Regions from separate parts of the Sus scrofa genome. Here region 2 is linked to region 1. A link is a contact called in public HiChIP or PLAC-seq data. All regions are on one chromosome and are shown on one strand. The core of a region is the stretch at or near the end of the contact, and the rest is flanking DNA. Distances in the headings are between cores, read along the strand shown.

The links. HiChIP or PLAC-seq counts read pairs in DNA pulled down with a chosen protein or histone mark.
Region 2: an H3K27ac HiChIP or PLAC-seq map of alveolar macrophages shows a contact between it and region 1. The contact joins two enhancer-like sites. A contact is called at or near these places in 3 of 5 promoter capture datasets (fetal liver and liver), 14 of 47 Hi-C or Micro-C datasets (alveolar macrophages, blood, embryonic fibroblasts and 7 more) and 2 of 2 datasets of contacts at active chromatin or transcription factors (alveolar macrophages and skeletal muscle).

What each region holds. Positions count from the first base shown.
Region 1 is chr8:31,302,156-31,307,202 of Sscrofa11.1, reverse strand. No RefSeq gene overlaps it. Among named protein-coding and RNA genes, the nearest start is that of RHOH, 16 kb to the left of the region's middle. Within about 2 kb of position 2,297, at least 5 of the 83 cell types and tissues checked have an H3K27ac peak or open chromatin away from gene starts, as enhancers often do. A contact at or near this core is called in alveolar macrophages, where this site is marked.
Region 2 is chr8:31,424,992-31,429,685 of Sscrofa11.1, reverse strand. No RefSeq gene overlaps it. Among named protein-coding and RNA genes, the nearest start is that of CHRNA9, 16 kb to the left of the region's middle. Within about 2 kb of position 2,780, at least 14 of the 83 cell types and tissues checked have an H3K27ac peak or open chromatin away from gene starts, as enhancers often do. A contact at or near this core is called in alveolar macrophages, where this site is marked.

The sequences.
Region 1 (5,047 bases), core at 1,048-3,547:
GACACCTGCAGAGAAAACTAAGTGGTGCTTTTAGAAAACATGATGGATTCAATATAATCATTCATTCATTTAGTCGTCAAACATGAATATGGGCCATTGGGGGTATTGGGAGATTATAATATAGTCAGGAAGGTTGTAGAGAAATGGTCACTTGCACAGACTTAAATACAGCTGAATTGAATTGATCTACACCCACTATATTAGTTTGCTAGGAGTGCCATAACAAAGTGCCACAAACTGGGCGGCTTAAAACAGCAGAAATGTATCATTCATGGATCTGGAAGCTAGAAGTCCAAGATAAAAATCCAAGGCCCAGCAGGGTTGATTTCTTTTGAGTCCATGAGGGAAGGGTCTGTTCCAAACCCATCTCAGTTGTAGATGGCCCTCTTCTCTCTGTTTCTTTTCTTTTTTTTTTTTTTTTTTTTTTTGCCTTTTAGCCTTTTCTAGGGCCGCTCCCTCGGCATATGGAGGTTCCCAGGCTAGGGGTCGAGTTGGAGCTGTAGCCGCTGGCCTACACCAGAGCCACAGCAACGCGGGATCTGAGCCACATCTGCAACCTACACCACAGCTCACAGCAATGCTGGATCCTTAACCCACTGAGCAAGGCCAGGGATTGAACCTGCAACCTCATGTTCCTAGTTGGATTCGTTAACAACTGAGCCACGACAGGAACTCCTCCCTGTGTTTCTTTACATTATATTCCCTCTATGCATATCTCTGTCCAAATTTCCCTTTTTATAAGGACACCAGTATATTGGATTAGGGACCACCCAAGCCACCATATTTTAACTTGATTGTCTCTATAAAGACACCATCTCCAAATTAGATCATTTTGTAGATACTGGGAGTTAGGACTTCAACATATGAATTTGAGGAGAATAAAATTCAACACAAAACACCCAGTCACATTTTAGGAGACAATCCAAAATTAAGCCCAAACATCACCAGACATGGTGCCTGGAGATCATCACCCAACACTATCCCTGGGAGCAAAGATAGCAGGGGTACCACTCACAGAAGCAATAGGTAAGGTACAAGATGGCACTCCCATCCTGCCCCGGGGGGCTGGCAGCCTTCTCCTGCAGCTCAAATCCCATCTTCCTGTCTAGTTCCCGGCAGCAGGGATCGGCCCACAGCAGACACGGACAAGGATAGCATGTTCTTCATTTTGGAGGGCTTTGCCAAGGGCAGAAGACAGGTTGAGAAAAGTGGAAACCCAGACCTCTAAATTTGCAACCCAGTAGGATGGCCAAACACATCTAAATGCCTCTATCAAACCCCAGTGTAAATGATAAGCTCATCACACTGAACACCACTAAATAAAACATGCCCATCAGCTTTTGCTGAAATATGAAAATTGAATTCTCAAGTTCCAAAAAAAAAATGAAATCTCTCAATTGTAAACATATAGAATATATATTTCATGTCACTTTTTCCCTAGTTTCAAGCCCTTTCCAAACACCAAGGAGGAAATAAAGTAAAAAAAAAAAAATCACTGAACAAAATGAGGATGTTTGAAATACAGTTGCAATGTCTTAAATGACCCATGACATATTAACTCAATCATTTAAGTTAATGCATAACTCGACATAGCTATTGAAGAGGAAATGATCTTATTGGTAGCATCTGGCCAAAAATACACACTGAAAAAATATGCATGGTCAACAATTTCCAATGAAAACACAAAAATGCATGAGGTCCGCTGAGTTCACTTGTCTACACTTATTAGAAGTCTACCTAGTTCATTTTCTGTTCTATTTGTAATCTTTAGATGTATCACCACAATGAACTCTTACTTTGGGATGATAGTGTGTATAAATATAGTGAGTAGGCAAAAGAAAAAAAAATGTTAAGGTTAATGATTGAGGGTGGATTAGAGTGAAGACTCCAGGTAAGCCAGTTGCTAAAATTTGGTGCAAAAAAAGACACAAGGGTTCCCCATGAGGTTGCAGGTTCAATCCCTGGCCTTGCTCAATGGGCTAAGGATCCAGTGTTGCCTTCAGCTGTGGTATAGTTCGTAGACGCGGCTGGGATCTGGCGTTGCTGTGGCTCTGGTATAGGCCTGCAGCTAAAGCTCTGATTTGACCCCTAGCCTGGGAACCTCCATATGCCGTGGGTGCAGCCCTAAAAATACAAAAAAAAAAAAGATTCAGGGGTTCCCTTTAATCTCTCAAAGCCATCTGATTAGTATTCTGTGCCTCATCAGAAGTAGGAAACAAAGGAAAGCTACATAAAGCTTTATCTACCAGTGGACTCTTGATGAAGTCGTGCCGGGTTCATGGGCTAATTTCTGACCCCTAGTGGTAAAGTCGAAATAAGGTCCTCAAATATATCACAACTCCATTCTGAATTATTGCTACCACTGGGAAGAGAGCCCATCCCTAAAGGATCAAGAGGAAGAGAGTCATCCACAGTCTCGGAGGGCACTGGTCTCCCAGACCCTAGGTGGTTCTGGGATGTGAGTGAACTCCTTGGCCAACTTACACTTCAGCGTGGATTTCAGCCTCGTGCAATCAAGCCTTACCCAAGACCTCCAGACAAAGCAACAGTCCTTGGGTTTGTGTTCAGATTCGTTTCCTTTCCCCCACCTCTTCAGAATATTAGTGATTAGAGAAAACCCAAAAACAAGCAAAGCAAGGAAAGAAAGGTGTAGCTAATCAGTGACCATGTATAAGTGCTAAAAAGCACAGCCACATCCCTTGCTCACACGTACCAAAGTGTTTCCAAAAAAGAAAGCAATACTGATTACTCCAAAGGGACTGTAACATTCAGATATCTGAAAGTAATCCTTCCACTCTCATGTATCACTAATTAGACTCAACATTTTGAAACCATAAAGTGGATGTAACTACGTCGACATGGGCCCCATAGGCCAGCGATGACACCAACACAAGAAAAAGTAATAGCAGAGCAAATATAAAATTTCAGGAGAAACGTCAAGAAAATCAAAACTATCTTTCCGGGTGACAACAGGGAGAATCACTTTGACTCAAGTCTATTTCTGTTAATAAAAACAATAAAATAGGGAATTCCCCAATCTTAATTATCAGCGCTTCATAGAAACAATGCCACTTGTGAAGTTCACAACACCTGGTTCATATCACAGCCCTTTCCACTGTTCTCAATTTTGTCTCCAGAATCCACGTACACACCCAACACTGCCAAACTCACTCTCCACATTTTGTATCTACTACTAGCTCTTTCTTATACTTGAATGCGGATAAATAGATATGAGTGTACTTTTGTCTTTTTATTTTTTGTTTTTTGTCTTTTGTCTTTTTAGGACTGTACCTGAGGCATATGGAGGTTCTCAGGCTAGGGGCTGAATCGGAGCTGTAACCACTGGCCTATGCCACAGCCACAGCAATGCCAGATCCGAGCCACATCTGCAACCTACAACATGGCGTCTGCAAATTACACCACAGCTCACAGCAATGCCAGATCCTTAACCCACTGAGCAAGGCCAGGGATCGAACCTGAGTCCTCATGGATGCTAGAGCCGCAACGGGAATTCCTCTTTTTCTAATCTTTTAAGATGAACACAGTGTCCTTGTATTTATTTTTTTTTCTTTTGGCTGCCCCATGGCATGTGGAAATTGCCTGGCTGGGGATTGAACATGCACCACAGCAGTGACCTGAGCCACAGCAGTGACAACACTGGATCCTTAACCTAAGCTACCAAAGACTCCTGAGTTCTTATATTTCTAATCTTTGTCTGCATACAGATTTCACTGGGTCTTGTAGGTTTGGTTTTGTTGCATTTCCCTTTTTCACTTTAGTTTACAATTTCAACTTTAGTTTCTAATTTGAAGCAAGGAGTATTTAGGAGATAGTCTCTTTTTTGGGGTAGATGTTTTTACCCAAATTTTTCATTTCAGTATTTGTTTGTTGAGGCATAATTGATATACAACATTACATTAGTTTCAGGTGTAAAACACAATGATTTGACACCTGTACATACTGTAAAGTGATCATAGGAAAGTAGCCTTAAATTTCAAATAATTGGTTAAATTATCTTTTAAAAAATTATTTCTAATTTCATTAATTTACTTCTAATTTCATCAAATAGTACAACCTGTAAAAATCTCTACTTTAAATTTTACCGTTTTTTGTGACAAAGTTTATGACCAGTTTTTATGTATAGCCAATGGCCACTTGAAAATATAAATAAGCATTCTCTGCTTGAAGAATGTAAGATCCTGTATATATTTATTAACACATATATGTTATTATATTAATCTTCATATGGTTTTTCTCATTTTTCCCCTACTAGATCTGGTCCAGTTCTGAAAGAGGTATAAATAAATAGATAAAAACCTACTCTAATTTTATTTTTATGATGTTGTCCTTACATATATTTAGTTGTCCATACATTTATGTCCTTATAATATTTCACTATTACATTGTTTGATACATACTTCATATGTTATATAGAAAATGTTTTTCTTTTTTCTCTGCATTAATAGTTCCACTTTGATAGTAATACTGCCTCTCCCGGTTCTGGTTGGTTGATTTGCATTTATGTGGTATTGCTTGCCCAATCTCTTTATTTTAAAATAATTCTTTATTATGTGAAGTGTGTTTCTTGTAGACAACCTACAGCTGGGTTTGTTTTTAATTTAATGTGGCAGTCTCCGGCTTTTGATAGGAAGATTGAGCTCATTTGGATTTACTAGTATTGCTAATACTCTTGATTTATTTCTTCTCTCTTGCTTATACTTACTATTGAACTTGCTTCATTAATTCCCTTTTTTCCTTTATATTTATTAGTATGATCAAGTTATAATTTATTCCCTTTCCCCGCAATAATGTCAAAATGATTTAATGCTTTCCCATTCCATTACTGATTATTTTCTTTTTTAATATGCATCACCATACACGTATTTTATTACTAGCCTGTGAAAAGATACTATTTATCCACCAGTTTAGTCTATTTCCTCATACTTTGCCTCCACCTCAATAAGACAATACTTTCAGAAAGCCTTTCATTTCTACTCCCCTTCCCCTAACCCCACCTCCTGGGTTTTGCTGAGAAATTTTGCAACTT
Region 2 (4,694 bases), core at 1,531-4,030, 120 kb before region 1:
GGATTCGCTTTTCTCCACATGCTCTTAGGCATTTGCTATTTGTGGACTTTTTGGGGGGGGGGGCATACCAGCAGCATGCAGAAGTTCCTAGGGCCAGGGATCGAATCCTCACCACAGCAGTGACCCAAGCCACAGCAGTGAAAATGCCAGATCCTTAACCTGCTGTGCTACCAGGAGACCTCTTATTTATAGACTTTTTGATGATGGCCATTCTGACTGGTGTGCGGTGATACCTCATTGTAGTTTGGATTTGCATTTCTCATGTGCCTGTTGGCCATCACAAATCAGCCTATCTTCATTCAACACCCTACGGGGACCAAAGATCCTTCCTTGAAGGTTCTGGGAAATGACCCTTATGGGAATCCTCTTTGATGATGCTTCTTGGGTTTCCCAGCTTGCTTGTCCAACACAGCATCTGTTCTTCATTTTTTTTTTTTTTTGGTCTTTTTGTCTTTTTAGGGCTGCACCCTTGGCATATGGAGGTTCCCAGGCTAGGGGTCCAATCGGAGCTATAGCCCCTGGCCTACACCAGAGCCACAGCAACACGGGATTGGAGCCGCGTCTGCGACCTACACCACAGCTCACTGCAAGGCTGGATTCTTAACCCACTGCATGAGGCCATGGATCAAACCCCAGTCCTCATGGATGCTAGTCAGGTTCATTAACCGCTGAGCCACGATGGAGCTCCTGTTCTTCATTTTTAAATTACTACTAATAGGAGTTCCCATCGTGGTTCAGTGGTTAACGAATCTGACTGGGAACCATGAGGTTGAGGGTTCAATCCCTGGCCTTGCTCAGTGGGTTGGGATCCGTCGTTGCCATAAGCTGTGGTATAGGTCACAGATCCTGAGTTGCTGTGACTCTGGTGTAGGCCGGTGGCTACAACTCCGATTCAACCCCTAGCCTGGGAACCTCCATATGCTGCGGGAGTAGCCCTAGAAAAGGCAAAAACACCAAAAAAAAAAAAAAAAATTACTACTACTAATCAACAACAGGAACCATGGCTGATGTTTACGGAGGGCTTACCACATGCTTGTCATTTTAATAAGAGAAGCTGATAAATATGACCTTGAAAGGTCTTGGCTTCGGAGTTCCGTGACGGTCAAACTTTCTTGGCTTTTGGTTTTTGTTTTCTAGATTTCTGGGAAATTCACCCTCATCCACCCCCTCCTTCAATATTGGATTCCTCAGATTCAGTCCTAGGCCCAAAAGATTTCAGTCTTTTGGTCAAAGTATCAGAAAGTCTTAGCAGTTAAAGTCTCAAACTATAAGAAAAGAAGGGGAGAGATAGGGGGTTCCAAGAGGATAAATGAATTGCATAACCAAAGAGGAATGCCAACTGCAAGCTTGCTCCCTCATCTCCAGGTAGATGAATTCTTTGTATTAGTGCTTCTCAACTTTAAAATGCAGTCAAATCACAGCAGGAAGTCTTGTTAAAATGCATGTTCTGAGGGGGTTCCCATTGTGGCTCAGTGGGTTAAGAACCTGACATAGTGTCTTGTGAGAATGTGAGTTCAACCCTCACCTCGCTCAGTGGGTTAAGGATCTGATGTTGCCTCAAGCTGGGGCATAGGCCGTGGATGTGGCTCAAATCCCGAGCTGCCGTGGCTGTGGCGTAGGCCGACAGCTGCAGCTCCAATTCAAGCCCTAGCCCGGGAACTTCCATATGCCGCTGGTGTGGCCCTAAAAAGGAAAAAAAAAAAAAAAAAAGCATATTCTGAGCCTGCTGATCTGAAGTGAGATTCTTCATCTACATGATGCTCGATGCTGTGATCTATGGGCCACACTTGGAGTAGCCAGGCTCTAGATGATGCCATCACTTTAATAAGGTATTCATAAAGCATATCTACATTGCCAATTACATCAACAGATCAGATCAACATATTAAAATGACTGAATTATGGGATGGGGAATATAGATTGTGAAAATTCTAAAGAATATCTGCCTTTGGATTCCAAACCTCAAAATCAATGTGAACTTAAAAAAGACTTAAAATTTCCAAGACATCAAAAATGAGACTTGATTGTTTTTTTTGATTGTTTTTAAAAGGCTCAACCTGAAGGCTCGTGGCGCAGACTTGAATTGCTAGGTCTAGTTTTCTCACTAAGAATCAATCATTTGGTAACTTAGAATCTGCAACTTTGGCTCTTCTGAAATCTCTTGGTATGGGGGGGAGGTGATGCATAGATTATCGCAACCACAAATTGATACAGAACTAGAAATTCCAGGAAGATACAAAATAAAAATAAGAATTAAAATTGGCCAACAATAGCAACGAATAAATAACCTTAAATCCATGGTAGTAGTAACTTAAAAATACATTTTACATGATAATTTATGTAATTATTGCAATAATTAACATGTGTTTTGTCAGCTTTTTAAGGTGTTTGATGCATTTATGAAAATCCAATGTGTTCATGTTATGATTTTAATTAGATGGATCAGAGAAGTAATTTAGGCTTGCAATCAATGCTTCAATGTTTGGGGGAAATTAATTTTTTTAATCATAAGTGTTGCTTTATTAGTTATATATGTTCCAGATAGAGGGAAAAACTGACTGTTAAAAATTTTAAAGGATGCTAATTACTTAATAAATTTACAAGACAGTATGACTGAGTCTCTTAGTGTATCAGACACTCCGAGTTCCCTCCCAAAGAGACTTCTGCAGTTCCTTCTTCCCGAAGGTGCTTTCCCCATTTCCCATGTCTATTTCTGTCTCAGCGCCCTTGATGACTCTTAGCCTTGGTCATGACCTCCATACCACTGTAATCCGCCCAGCCCTAAGATGTTGTTAGTATTATCTCGTTGGACAGAGGAGGAAGCAGGCTTGGAGATAGCCGAGTGACACATCCAAGTGGCAGAGCTGGGATGGAACCAGAGACTCCTAAGCACATGGTCATTATGATTATACTGAATATAATAGACAGTGATCTCTAGTGCGGAATGGCAACGCTGCTCAGGGAGCCAGCTGTGGTCTGTAAGGGCAAAGTCACACAAGGACAAGAACTCCCAGAGCTTTCCCTGAAAAGATATGGAACAAACCATTAAACACTGGTTTTGTTTTTTTGTTTTTTTGCTTTTTAGGGCCACAAGTGGGGCACATGGACATTCCCACACTAGGCATTGAATCAGTGCAGCCACAGCCACAGCAATGGGGGATCTGAGCCTTGTCTGTGACGTATGCCACAGCTTATAGCAACGAGGGATCCTTTACCCACTGAGCGAGGCCAGGAATCGAACCCACAACCTCAAGCATATCAGTTGGGTGAACACACTGAGCCACAACAGGAACTCTGAACACTGCTTCTTTGAAGGACCGATTGTGGGAGAATGCAATGAAAAAATATGCCTGTGACTTAGGCCTTAATGTAAATCATGCCACTTGCCCTTTACAAAATTTGTGAGCTGATAAGAAACCAAAACCACTGCAAAGTGATATTTCCTCTTTTTAGACAGCATAACACAGTAGTTATTTGTTTGCCTCTGAAAGGATTCTGTGCTCAGACTGTATTCAAATCTTGGAAGCGCCATTTCTTAGCCGAGGGGCCTTGGGTAAGTCACTTAAACTTTGTGTTCAGTTTACTCATCTCCAAAGGAGGCATAATAAAGGACCTATCATGAGGTTGTTTTGAGGTTAGAATGAACTTAAAACTGTGGCTGTATCTCTAAAAGTAGGTAGCAAACATTTATTACATGTCTGATAATCTATTATAGACACCTAACCAGTTAGCTGAGAAAATGGTACTTGAATCCAGGATATTAGACGCTCAGCTCTTTTGCACCAGATTAGACCCCTGCCTTATCCACTGTGGCTGGACCTCGCTAACATTTGTTCCCTGCAGGCACAAGATGCCTGCTCTCTGCCCCTCTTCCTCGCTTCTGCTGCTGCATTTCTTTTCACTGTGTAATTGAAAACCCGAATGCACAAGGTCTATTTATAGCTGGAAAAAAATTAGTGTTATTTAGCCTGAGCTTTTCTGCAACCATCAGTCCATTACTGTAAGAGCATCCACATTTACATTGCAACATCATTCTGTTTTCCCAGTGCCCTGTAATCATTAATTAGCTACTCCAAACAATGTTTATTGAATGTCTGCAGAGAGAGAAGCCTGAGCCAGCCTTCCTCCATCAGAAACCAGCATCCTCCTGGAGCTCAGCTTTCCACACACCAGTCACTTACTGGGCAGCTCTACTTGGATGTCCCACATGCAATTTTTTCTTTCTTTCTTTTCTTTTTTTCTTTCTTTCTTTCTTTTTTGGCTGCCTCAAGGCATATGGAGTTTCCACATATGCTTCAGTTCCAACCTATGCTGCCACTACTGCAATGCTGGATCCTTTAACCCACGGTGCCGGGCCGGGGATCAAACCTGTGCTCTGGGGCTGCAAAAAAACGCCACTGATCCCATTGCACCACAGCAGAAACTGCCCACCTGCAATTTAGACATGGCCAACATTTCATTCACCTTCCCCCGACCTTCTTCTATAGCCCCCTCACGTGTTCCTGATTTTGGTGAGTGGGCCAGCCTGCTCATCATCCCATGCCCAAACTGGGAGTGTCCTAGACTCCCCCCTACACCACCACATCCCATCTGTCACCAGGCTTCATCATGCCCATCTGTTAAAGCCATGCCACCCTTCTTATCTCTCCTGACCCATGACCAGGTACTATGACCTGGATTACTGGGATCACCTGC